Regions from separate parts of the Mus musculus genome. Here regions 1 and 2 are each linked to region 3. Evidence: chromatin contacts called from public HiChIP or PLAC-seq and promoter capture Hi-C data. All regions are on one chromosome and are shown on one strand. Each heading gives the region's core, a stretch centred on a gene start, on an enhancer-like site or on the middle of the called end of the contact. The rest is flanking DNA. Distances are from core to core; before and after follow the strand shown. Region 1 has its middle 47 kb from the start of Gm37004. Region 2 has its middle 64 kb from the start of Gm37004. Region 3 holds the start of Itga4 (integrin alpha 4).

The links. Promoter capture Hi-C pulls out the DNA fragments that hold promoters and counts their contacts. HiChIP or PLAC-seq counts read pairs in DNA pulled down with a chosen protein or histone mark.
Region 1: an H3K4me3 HiChIP or PLAC-seq map of the 230-238 cell line shows a contact between it and region 3, with 35 read pairs. The contact joins the enhancer-like site here to the promoter of Itga4 in region 3. A contact is called at or near these places in 14 of 39 promoter capture datasets (the C10 cell line, the HPC-7 cell line, HPC-7-derived erythroid cells and 10 more), 2 of 15 datasets of contacts at CTCF or cohesin (CD8 T cells and large pre-B cells), 1 of 484 Hi-C or Micro-C datasets (nephron progenitors), 18 of 115 datasets of contacts at active chromatin or transcription factors (the 230-238 cell line, CD8 T cells, DN3 thymocytes and 14 more) and 2 of 9 other capture datasets (embryonic stem cells and liver).
Region 2: a promoter capture Hi-C map of pre-B cells shows a contact between it and region 3. The contact joins the enhancer-like site here to the promoter of Itga4 in region 3. A contact is called at or near these places in 6 of 39 promoter capture datasets (the C10 cell line, the HPC-7 cell line, hematopoietic stem and progenitor cells and 2 more), 1 of 15 datasets of contacts at CTCF or cohesin (pro-B cells), 11 of 484 Hi-C or Micro-C datasets (B cells, CD8 T cells, the HPC-7 cell line and 8 more), 20 of 115 datasets of contacts at active chromatin or transcription factors (the 230-238 cell line, CD8 T cells, the SCID.adh cell line and 13 more) and 3 of 9 other capture datasets (adipose tissue, embryonic stem cells and liver).

The regions. Positions count from the first base shown.
Region 1 is chr2:79,017,403-79,021,697 of GRCm38.p6, forward strand. No RefSeq gene overlaps it. Among named protein-coding and RNA genes, the nearest start is that of Gm37004, 47 kb to the left of the region's middle. Within about 2 kb of position 1,854, at least 33 of the 459 cell types and tissues checked have an H3K27ac peak or open chromatin away from gene starts, as enhancers often do. A contact at or near this core is called in the 230-238 cell line, where this site is marked.
Region 2 is chr2:79,034,527-79,038,535 of GRCm38.p6, forward strand. No RefSeq gene overlaps it. Among named protein-coding and RNA genes, the nearest start is that of Gm37004, 64 kb to the left of the region's middle. Within about 2 kb of position 1,960, at least 46 of the 459 cell types and tissues checked have an H3K27ac peak or open chromatin away from gene starts, as enhancers often do. A contact at or near this core is called in the 230-238 cell line, bone marrow-derived macrophages, hematopoietic stem and progenitor cells and 3 more, where this site is marked.
Region 3 is chr2:79,252,684-79,256,737 of GRCm38.p6, forward strand. It overlaps Itga4 (integrin alpha 4), which reads left to right and starts at 2,743. Exons shown (of 28, transcript NM_010576.4): 1 at 2,743-3,173; 2 at 3,495-3,616. The coding sequence starts at 2,977.

The DNA.
Region 1 (4,295 bases), core at 604-3,103, 240 kb before region 3:
AGAGATCTGTATTTAGGCATCTTTTGTTTCATTTAGAAATTTCCACACTTTCTGTTTCAAAGTAGGTGAGTCTATCCTGGCCTTGTCTTCCTCCGGAGAGTGCAGTGCTGATTCCAATGGGTCTGAAAGATCTCGTCTGTGTTACAGAATGTTTCATGCTATTTGTACACTGCAAGCAAGAAAATCATCATGGTACCAGATGGCCATTGCCATACAGAAGCTGGTCCTACTTAGTACTAGGGAGAGGCAGGGACATTCAGCCACAGTTAGACATTAGCCTGGTCGACATAGTAAGTAACAGGACAGTTAGAGTAAAATAGTCAATAAATGGATAAAATAAAAAGGGTAGAAAGCTAATCTGAGTAAGGCAATGTACACATTTGCACATCTATGTTCTTCTCATTTATAGCCCATTCGTGTCATCTTCCACACACCATGTCATATCATTCAATGTACAGAGTTGTGTTCTGAACTTGAACTTGTTCTGTTAGACCATGTGAAGTTCTGAACCATTGTTTAGATGACAGTACACCAGCAGGCTCCTGAATCCTCAAATGGCTGAGTGTGCTGCAATTTAGTCATTCCTATCTGAAAGTGTTCAGCATGGACACTGCTTTGATGTGTACACAGCATATGCTGTTCCTTAAATATATGCTCACCACTGTTGTTCACTCATGAACTTTCAGATGTAGAAAAACTTTTCTAAAGTGACAGTTGTGCCCTGTACTAATGGAGCCATATTCCCATTGATCTATGTCCTTGAACAGTCTGACAACTCATACAATAATTGACACTACTGTCCTATAAGCTAGCCATGTCTGGTCCAAGTGCTTTTCTGAGCAAATGCTAGCCAGTTTGCAAGGGCAATACCATCTTAGCTCCCACAGTATTGAAGCTTTGTGCACTCAGGAAAGTTGATAGATTATGTTTCTCTATAATTTTTCACAAAACAAATTACCTTCACAAAATGGACATGCATCTTTAAAAAGACCTCATGAAGTTAATTAAGAGAATGCTAAAAATACACACTAAACAATTTTACAAAGATAAAAATCCCTTTGCGCTGGGCAGTTGTGGCACACACCTTTAATCCCAGCACCTGGGAGGCAGAGGCAGGTGGATTTCTGAGTTCAAGGACAGCCTGGTCTACAGAGTGAGTTCCAGGAGAGCCAGAACTAAACAGAGAAACCCTGTTTTGAAAAACAAAACAAAACAAAATAACAACAACAACAACAACATCCCTTTGCACAACCAGCCATGTAATAGGAAGTGGTACTGTTGTTTATATGTTGACATGTTATTAAGTGGAGTTTCTCACTTTCAACAATCCCTTCTCATACTATTCCAAATCTTCTGTCCCTTGAAGTCCATGCAAAGTAGCAAGTTGCAGAATTTCTGTCACTGCTCAGAGGAATGAAGTTATGAGCTGTGAGAATGGGAACAGAAATTCTAGGGAGCATAGATTCCATGTGGATGGGATAGGTTAGGGATGTGCTAGGGAGGTCAGAAACCAACAGAGAAGACAAGTGTTGAGGGAGTCAGCACAAACAACGTGGATTGATCCCAGCTGGAGGTTCTATGGCTGCTGGTCCCTGCTAATCTGTCTCTTCTCCCTGACACTTTACGACTCTCGCTTGTTGGATTGAACCAGCTGTACATGTAGGAAAAGTACAGGGGAGAAGAGAGACAAGACCTGGATGGACCCAGAGTAAATGTTTCCTGTGCTGTGGAATGGAGGGAAATTACTAACTGCTACTGAGAACTGAAGCTATTTATTGCACACCTGATTTTGTGGCCTCTGTGTTAGAGCGGCCTCAGTTCTCAGTGAGCAGTTTCAGTTCACTTTTGTGTTCCTGTTCTAGACCACTGGTTCCCAAACTTGTCTGCATGCAGAAACCACCTGAAGAACATAGAGATATGTTCCTGCCCCACATCTTATCTCCAGGGGTTGTCATTTCAACAGCTCTGCAATGAGGCCTGGGATTTGTAACTTCTCCATGTGATCATAATTTACAGACTAACTTCAGAATCACCGTTCTAGAAAGTTCTAGGCTCCGTCAAGGCATGGCTCATTTCTGTGCCATCTAAAAAAAGACCACTTATACTTTTTAACCAGTTTTAAACTGAAAAAGTCCAAATACAATTCTGAAATCATAGCTCTGAATCTTGGAATAAAAGACAAAATGCCAAATCAGCTCTATTTAGTAATTTTCATATCTTATAACCAATAGCTTTCTGTAAAATGTTTCTTGTTATGAATTACACTGACTAGACATTGATTGATAGATTATATATAATTAGATTTACATATACATGAATGAACAAAAGTACATCCGTGTGTTTCTAGATGGAGAAAAAGGTTTAAATATCTTTATCCCATATCCCTTATAAGCACAAACTAAGTAGAATGTTTCAGTGTTCCGTGTCTTGCTAGCACCTGTTTCTACAGTTATTGAAGCAGCAGAACAAGAAACCCTTTGTCTTCCTTCCCCTCACCAGCAGCCCGATCCAGTTGATTCTAGCTCATTACTCAAGTTCAGATCAATCAGCCTGTTCTCCAAACTGCTAGCGTGATCTTCATGACATAGGAATGAGATCATTCCAGATGCTGACCACCTCAAGGTCCCCATAATCCTGGAGATGAAATCAAAACCTCTTACTGAGCTTTTAAAGTTTCTTCATGTTGTAACCACTGTTTCTGAGGCAAACTCTGGCCAGTCTGAATTGTTCCCTCTTAAATCTCCATCTGAGGATTTACATTTTCTATCGTCCACGCTGTAGAGTTCTGACTGCTTTTGGAATCCTTTTACACAAGAATATTGATGTGAGTTTATGTTTGTGGATGCTTCGATCTATCTATCTGTCTATCTATCTGTCTATCCATCTATCTATATCTATTTATTTACCATCTGTCATCTCTGTGTGTGTGCTTGCCCCCCCCCCCGTGTCTGTGGTTGTTCTCATGTGTGAGCATAAATGTACATGTATGGCTACAGTCACATGCATACCTGTGCTTGTGGAATTGAGAGGACAGCCTAAAGTGTGACTCTCAGGAATATTACCTTTCTCTTTTGAGACTAGGTCTCCCACTGGTCTGGGGCTCACTAATTAGGCTAGAAGGAAGAGCTGGCACATATACCCCAGGGATCCTCCTCTCTCTGCCTCCCCAGGGCTGGTATTACCACCTCATGCTACCATGCCATCATTTTCATTCAGGTTCTTACCAAGTGCTGCTCCCCATTCTTGGTTTTATCAACTAAGCTATCTTCCCAGTCTGGTTTGTATGTTGTTTATTTATTTGTTTGCTTGTTTAATTCACTTTACATCCCTCCCCTCTCCTCACAGTCCCCTATGCATGCATCTCCTCCCTATCCCCTCTCCCTTTCTCCTCTAAGAAGGGAGAGGTCCAACCTTCCCTAGCATATCAAATCACTGCAGAACTAGGGACATCATCTCCCACTGAGGCCAGACAAGGTGGTTCAGTTAGGGAACAGGATCCACAGGCAGGCAACAGAGTAAGAGATACCCCCAGCTCCAGCTGTTTGGGTCCTGCATGAAGTCCAAGCTGCAATCTGCTACATATGTGCATGGGGAAGTGGGAGGGGGGGGGGAATCTCAGCCTAGCTCATATATGCTCTTTGGTTGGTGGTTCAGTCTCTGAGAGCCTGTAAAGGTCCAAGTTAGTTGATTCTGTTGGTCTTGTGGAGTCCTATCTCCTTTGGGTCCCTCAATCCTTCCACAAGACTCCCCAGGCTCTGTCTAATGTTTATCTGTGGATCTTATATGCAGAAACCCCAAGTAGTCTAGCACTCTGCCCAGCCCAGTGGACACTCAACCTAGCAGTCCAGTTCTCTCTCCGTGGATGTGAAGTCCCCATGAGACTGTAAGCCACCTGAAGGCAGGAGTGTTGTCACATTTGCATGTCACTCTCCAGCACCAAGCATCATACATGTTGTACAGAAGGTATAAATATTTGTTAGATGAGTGAAAAATCAGAATATAGATTTGTTCCTTTTATTACTCACTGCATTTCCTAGTTCCTGTTGAACTGGAAAGGGCTAAAATCAGTTAAGTTGTGCACAAGGGCTGAAGGAATAGCAATGGACAGAAGCAGATGCACCTATGTGCCTTAGCTGAACTTGACATCGCCGATTTGAGTAAACACCGAGTCTGCTTATACCTTCTCAAGACATGTCTGCTCTTTCCCCTAAGGAGTTCAGAAATGGTTTTGATTCAAGTCAGTTTCTACAGTGCTCATCTTAGTCTGCCTCTGATGCTTTAGTGACATTTACTAT
Region 2 (4,009 bases), core at 710-3,209, 220 kb before region 3:
TTATGCTCTTGATGTTATCAGAATTCTCTGAGCTTTGGGGTTGATGTGAGGTATTGGGAGAGCTGATGCAAACTGACCTGTGCTGATCCAGGGTTGAAACTTTTCTTGAATGTCCAGTGCCGAGTTATTGCTGCAGTCCATCAAGAAGAAAAGCTTTTGAGAAGCTTTGAACTCTTCGGTGAGGTGACCTTCATATCTCATCAATTTGGCCACAATCATGTATTAGCCAGTCTAGAGCTATCTATAGCAGTTGTTCTTAAACTGCAGGGATCTTTTAAGACCAGCAGAAAACACAGATACTTATACTACAATTCATAACAGTAGCAAAATTACAGTTATGAAGTAGCAGCAAAAATAATTTTATGGTTGGTTGTCATCACAACATAAAGACTTGTTTTAAAGGGTCACAGCATTAGCATGAGAACCAGTGATCTACGTCTATGATACTAAACATATTAAAGAGCCAAAAAGTAAAGAATTAAACATATATTATCAGAAGATAGATAAAGATGTACATCCTTAGTTTCTGAAAGGGCCTTCTGCCATATTTTAATAAGTGGTGTTCTTAGTATTGATGATTATCAAATCAAAATAATAACTCTGAAACATATTGAAGATGCTCTTTGTCTTAAAATGTCAAGTATTCAGCCAATATTTTAATTCTTTCATGTAAAAAATGAAGAGGGATATCTAATTCATCATGTTAACTTACAGCTTTAATAAATTATGAAATTATATATCTACAACAATTATTATCTACTGTATTTTCTTATGATCAGGTAATATTTGATTATTTCCCTATCTTATATGCCTATATCCAGGCTCAAGTAATGTTTCTCAGAGAAGGAGGGGTCACAAAAGTGGAAAAAATTTAAGAGGCTTGGAACAAATGAATAATTAAAAAGTATTCATTTTAGAGTATCATGTGGCTTTGTGAGTTTGATACACATTTTCTTGATTGGTCTGTTTCTGTCTGATGAGTCAAATCATAACTTCTAAGGTCCTCTCAACTAATCCTTTTCTTTCCACTTAGAATTCTTTTTATATTGATTTGTTGTTTGATCCATAACTGACACCAAAACAATCCATTGCCCTGCTCATTTTGTTACCTTGAGTTAGCTTACAACATTCTGGAGGGCCAGAGACACATTTTCCGGTTGTTTTAGTTTATTTTATATTTTTTTTTACAGAACAAAGAGCACACAGAAATTGCTTAGAATTTAATGGTACAGCATAAAATCCAGTTTAATTTTAACTCTTAAAAATCTATTTTGGAAAGAATTTATGGTCAAAAGCAGAGCGCCTTTCAACCGTTGATAGATGAATGCAAATGGGTAAATGAAAAGAAAGCTTAAATCCATAAACTGTTACGGCGCAGCAACTGTCTTTGCATGGAAGGATAGAAAATACAGGAAAATTCTTCAAGTGTTAATGGAACTTTTAGCACAGAAGGTGATAGAAAAACCATTGTGTATCAAATATTCATCCAATTAAAACATGCTAAACAATGTGCTATGCTCATTATCTTGCTGAGGAAAGTGGAACCCAGAAGGCTGTTGATATTTCAGCTTGAAGAGGTTATTTTTTGTTGTTGTTGTTTAATCAAGTACTAATCAGGAGAGATGCACTTTATAACAAGAGAGCCAATTTATCTGACATCAAAACCACTCATGCAGTTAGCCTCGGATGATTATTCTTAGAACCATGTCACCTATTTCCAATTAAACTCTACTTGCTGATATTAGGGTGGTGACAGTAGGCATGGGTTTAAACCAAATGTCCTTTCCTTCTCCGCATTGCCACACTGATTAAACCTTCTAGTAAACAACCAGTTAGCCTGTGCCACAAAAAAAACCTTTTGATGCAAAGTAACAAAAATCACCCTCCAAAATAACTCAGCCCAAAGGGAAGTCCAGTATTTTGTGGAGAACTCTGCCTCTCATAGGCCCAGGATTTATTGCTAGTTTCACTTCCTCTCTGTTGACTCCACTTTAAATCAGGCTGTGTATTGGTCCTGCAGTTCATCTAACAGGAAAGAAACATTTTGGCCTTTAAGATTAGAGCAAAGCCTTAGTTTTCATAACTGACATTGAGTCATGAGTCCATCTGGAACCAACTGCTACGTGCACAGAAATGGGTTGGGATAAGGTCTGAGATAAATGTCTCCCAATGCCTGAGTTCCTTCCATATACACAGGCTGTGTCTAAGAAGGACTGCTGCTTAGGCCAGTTGGGTGGATGTTAAATCTATGGTAACTGGTTCAATCATCTACACTATTCTTCTACTTAGGTGAATCCTGCCTGGAGTAGATCTTCACAATTGAGGGGGGGGGGGAGGGAGAGAGATTATAGGTCAGTTATATTTGCTAATGGAGGAGGGACCTACTGATAGACGTATAGTTAAGTGTCATAATATTTTATGATTTGGTTGTTTTCCCCATGTAAATTTTGCTGTACAAGTAAATGTGTTTTATCATGGGTTTCTAGAAAAGAAGAGAATCTCTTCATTATTTCTTTTTTTTTTTTTTTTCCAAATCTATCAGAGAACCTAATTGGCTAAAATGGTTTCAAATGATTTTATCTATGGCAGCCTATGTACCGAGGAGAAGCAGGTATTGACTCCTGAATTACAGGACACTGTGGAGGAGTCCTTGCACTGGAACACCTGGGAGGCCTCCCTGGCATGCACTTGTTTAATGGGACAGTGCCCTAGGAGGAAGCAGAACAGGCATGGTAGCCATGACATGGTACTCTCGATTGTGTGTGCTAGATGTAGCAGGACAGAGGACTCCAGGGATGCTCTGTGGAAGGTCAGTTAGGTGTTGTGGGTGTGGATGGCAGTGGCAGCAGATTGGCTACTGAATGTTGAAGCTGCACCTAGTCAGAGGTTCTAGAGCCTTCTTCCCTGTTCTGCTCTAGTCCCTCCAGATTTAATTTTGCTAACCATGCCTCAAGGAGACTTCAAGTCGACTCCCTTGTTCTGTGTAAACTCCCATTAATTTTCTTTAGTTAAGGAAGTGTGGGGTTCAGGAGGTTGCCTCGGAATTTCTTTTGTGCTCATCCAGGGGACTAAGTGATGAACTTCATAATACTTTATGTCAATGATGCAAGGCTTGTTTTAATCTTTAAAGCACTTCAATTTTATAAACCCAAAAGTTAGAATCTTCTTTTAAAAAAAATCCTGTTTCCTTTCTCTCGCTTCTTTAAATCTTCAAACCTGATCAGTGATAAGTCATCTTTAAAATGAGTTGTTGTCAGATCTTCATGTGTGGGTTCGGAAAGTGATATCATATCGAAAAAGTAAAAGGGGCAGTGTGTGGAGACGCCCATGTTCAGAGAGGGAAAGCTGGCTCGAGGGCCCATTATTCAGTTCTCAGACAGGTCTCCTTCACCAGATGGCCCTGAACAATCAAATAACTCCTTTTTCAGTGGGATGCTTACAAAGCAAACTTCTCATTATATTTTGTCTTCCCAAAGGGAAAGAAGTCACTGGAAAGAGAATATATTTAGCTGGCATCCATTGTGCCAAAGGGTCACAACAAAAACTATCATCTTTGAAAAATGTTGTCTTAAAATTTACAGGAAAAACTATAGCAGGGAGTGCAAAACACAGAAATTAAAGACATATACATTGTTCTGAAAAAACAGGTCAGCTGTCTTAAAAAGATAGTAAAAACTGAAAAAAAAAAGATATGTTTCACTTTTATTGCCTCTTGGGAAGAACTACTATGTGAGGTCCTGGGAATTTAAGCGATGACCAAGACTCCCTTGGTGTTTGTACTTTTGTTGTTATTGTTGGAAGCAAAATGACTATGTAACAATAGTTAGATATGTAAGTGTGGTTCATATTTTACTAACAGACGTGAGAATGGAAAACAAATGAAACATGGAGTGTGATGTCTGATCTAGACAAACTAATGAAAAAATAAGGGGCATTGTCCCAGAACTGAGAGGTTGAAAAGGGAAAGTGGGTGTAGCATAAACAAAGGCAGGGGCTGCCTCTATGTAAA
Region 3 (4,054 bases), core at 1,493-3,992:
GTCATCAAGGGAGAGTGCCACTGAGGAAAGAGAACATTAATTTGGGAGTTTATAAAGCAGTTCCAAAGCCTTAACGCTTGAGGCTTGTATGTGACTATCCTCTGAACCTAGCAACTGCCACCTTGTGGAGGTCAGCTTGTCCCTCTTGCAAACTGATTATCCCAAATGGACCTGTTGACTGTTTAAACAACACATGGAGAAGTGAGGAGGGTCGGAGACCCTGAGTATCCAGCTGCTCCCTACCACCTGGTGTATGAAAGCCTGTTTGAGTTGCTATCCTTTGAAGGAGGGGCTGAATTAAGTAATCTCCAAAAGACTGGGAGTGGGTCTCCATTGATGCCTCTACAAGGAACCCTTCAGTCTGCTGGTTTTCCAGGTGTGGTGTGTTGGGAAAGAGAACCCACATATTAGTAAGTAACTCTCACTTATGCTTCGGAAGAAACACAACCAACATATAGATTCCTGTGCTGGGTATGTCAACTTGACTCAACCTACAGTCACCTGAGAGGAAGAAATCTCAATTGACAAATTGCTTCCATAAGATGTGGGCTGTAGGCAAGCAAGCAAGCCGGTAGGACTTTTTAAATGTTTTTTTTTTCTTTTTCATGTAATGATAGAGTGTGGGACAGTCCAACCCACTGTGGGTGGTACCACCTCCACCCTGGGCTGGTGTTCTTAGGCACCATAAGAAAGCCAGTTAAGTGAGCTACCAGAAGCAAGACAGTGGGTTCTCCATCAGCTCCTGCCTCCAAGTTCCTGCCCAGTTTGAGTTCCTGTTTTGGTTTCCCCTTATGAAGTATGATTCAGGATATCTAAGGCAAATAAATCCTTTCCTCCCCCAGGTTGCTTTTGATCATGGTGCTTTGTCACAGCAATAGGAACCCTAACTAAGACAGTTCCCCAGAGGAAAGGAATTTCAGAGTCATGCCTGGGTTTGCCAATGGGACGTTAGCACAAGGGGTAGACATTGTTTCTATCTCCCCAATGGGAGGGGATTTTTAGCAGCAGGGCTGTTTTCAAGTCCTAAGGGAAGGAAGGAGGGTTGTCTTGGCTTGTTGAATAATACTTCTGGAAAAGTAGCAAATTGTAATCTGAATGATAGAAATGAGGACCTGCCCATTAGCCACTGTACAGCTATCAGTGCCAACCAGAGTTTCACCATCCCTTCCCTGCCTGTGGGGCTCAGGAGGCACGTGCTATTTTATTTTTCAGTCCCTCAACCAGGCTGACCGGCTCCTCCCTCGTGCCTCTTCTCAGAGTGTGTGGAGCCCAACTCAGCGATCCTTGCCTTCCAGCTCTCTTCAAGTGTTCCCAAACAATTAAACTTTATGGAGTAGGGAACTTTTCTTTTCTACTATCAGGCCAAAAATGTTGCTGGGTGCTCCTCCAGGCATCCTGCTGATTTGTTGTGGTGTTTCGAGGACTGGGGGCTGCCCACTGCATGAGATGATCTGACTCAGTGAACAGCGACAGCTGCGGGCCTGTGATTCTGTTGGTGTAACTGGCAGACACGGACTTTCTTTCTTTCTTTCTTTCTTTCTTTCTTTCTTCCTTTCTTCCTTCCTTTCTCTCTCTCTCTCTCTCTCTCTCTCTCTCTCTCTCTCTCTCTCTCTTTCTTCCTTTCTTTCTTTCTCTCCCTCCCTCCCTCTCTCTTTTTCTTTCTTTCTTTCTTTCTTTCTTTCTTTCTTTCTTTCTTTCTTTCTTTCTTTCTTTCTTTCTTTCTTGTCATTTGTCTTTTTTTTGCAACAAAGGTAAGAGGGCCAGCATCTCACCTGCTAACACTCACCAGCACTTGCCTCCTGCTCCAGCGTGAAAAGCAGGGAATGGAATATGGAGTGTAAGACATAAATTAAAAATAAAATAAAATTAAAAAAAAAAAGAAAAGCAGCACACAAGGAGTATGTTCAGCAGAGGCCCATCTCCTGGCTTAGGTGTGCTGTGACTCTGATCTCTGGTGGCTTTTTAGAAGCCTGTTATGACCTTGTCTTAGGCTGTGTCTACACATCTGGTGGTAGGTATGTCCTGGGGTAACTGAGTGTGTACATGGGGACTAGTTATGAAGAAGTGAGCAAGGGGTGGAGTCTGCTAAGTGAGGCAAGTCACAGAATTTCCTTAGCTTGCCTGGGTTTTCTGTGTTAGGCTATTGCCTGGCTTGCTCATGCGTATAGACTCTATTTAAGAGGAAGTGTATAGAGAGGAAGGAAGCCTGCATAAAAGGCTGCAGGCCTGGGAGTTTTGAAGAGACTAGCCATATACTTTTGTCACCAAATGCTCCAATAGGGCTGGGGCGGGAGGGGGGGGGGGCAGCAGTTTTGGCTTCTTGCAAACTGTGTAATTTCTGTATGCTACACAGCACATAAGTGACAGAGGAAGTTCTGGAAGGTTCTCCACAGTCTTAGTTCCCAAATTATTGGCCACTGGGACTGGCCCTGGAGGCCAGTCACTTGGTGAAGTCCCGCAAGGCATCAAGCCTTAGCCAACTTTCAAAAGGGAATCCCCTGATCTGTTTTGTGTTCCCCCAAGGGTTATTTTTGCTGGGCCCCAGAAGCCAGAGCCACTGTGTGTGATGTCTGCCAGGGTGTGAGTCCATGCAACCTAGGTCCCCTAGCGCCCCCTACAGCTGCTGCGGGGCGGGGATGGGGATCGGGTTGGGGAGAGGGAGGCCAGGCTGTGAGCCACTGCACCACACCCAGGACCCCACCCAGATCCTAGGAGCACCCGGCCCCTGGCTCCGGGGCCACAGAAACGGGGCGTGGGCCAGAGCCTGAAGCATCCCTGGCCACTACGATCGCTCCGCCTGTGGCCACCAATTCCCCTCCTCTTCTGGCGTCCCTCTCTCCGCCCCTGTCGCCTGCCAGCACCGGACACGCTGCTGCACTTCATCTCTTGGGGCGCTCTTCTCTTTGGCCAACCGTCGCATCCTGTGCAACTCTGGTCAGTGGCCGTTTTGTGTTGAATGTTCTCCACCAAGAGCGCATGGCTGCGGAAGCGAGGTGCAGACCGAGGTCCCGAGGGATCGCCCTCCGGGAAGCGGTGATGCTGTTGTTGTACTTCGGGGTGCCAACCGGGCACTCCTACAACCTGGACCCGGAGAATGCACTGCTGTACCAGGGCCCCTCCGGCACGCTGTTTGGCTACTCGGTGGTGCTGCACAGCCACGGGTCGAAGCGCTGGTGAGTGCGCCCTCCCCAAGAGGCATGTCACAGCGCCTCCGCCTCTGGGATTCCTTGTATGAATCAAACTTTCCGCCCTCCTGGGAGGTCAGAGAAAGACCTGGCTTCAGCCAGCTGCCTCACTGGAGAGCCTTGGAACTAACTTATCTTGGGATGGCAGCCCCCAGGGTGCTCCTGAGTCCTGGGTCTCCAGTCATGGGAAGAGGAGGTGGGTGCCACTTCCCTTGCTGACCACTGCACAGCTGTCACAAGCCAACACGGGGCAGAGTGGGTGGGCAGACTGGTTCACGTCTGAGCGAACTTGCATGGTTCTTGCTTTAGGCTCATCGTGGGGGCTCCCACTGCCAGCTGGCTCTCTAATGCCTCAGTGGTCAATCCTGGGGCGATTTACAGATGCGGGATCAGAAAGAATCCAAACCAGACCTGCGAACAGCTCCAGCTGGGTGAGTTGGGTCCCCAAAACAAGACATAATGAACTTTCTCCCCTTCGTGGGTCCACTGTTGGGCAAGTCCTGGAAGACACTATGATGCTGGTCTCTTCTGGATTAAAGTACAAGCTTTTCAATTTTAACCCCATGCCAGCTTGCTCCTGAGAGTATTTTCCTCTCCTTTGCTTGCAACTGTATGTGATCTCAGTATCTTCCAAACCTCTTTCAGGGGAAGTCTCATAGGGTGGCTTCTGGCAAGCTACCTTCTACCAGTCCTAGAACTCTTCCATGTGTAAAATCTGTTTCAAAGCCTTAAAACCCCTCTCTGGCTGAGGACCCAACTTCTCAACTTTGTTCTAGCGTGAGCTGCACATCAGGAATAGAAACTTTGATTGAGCCTATATCCCACCATGTAGCCTATATCCCACCATGTAGCTTATATCCCACCATGTA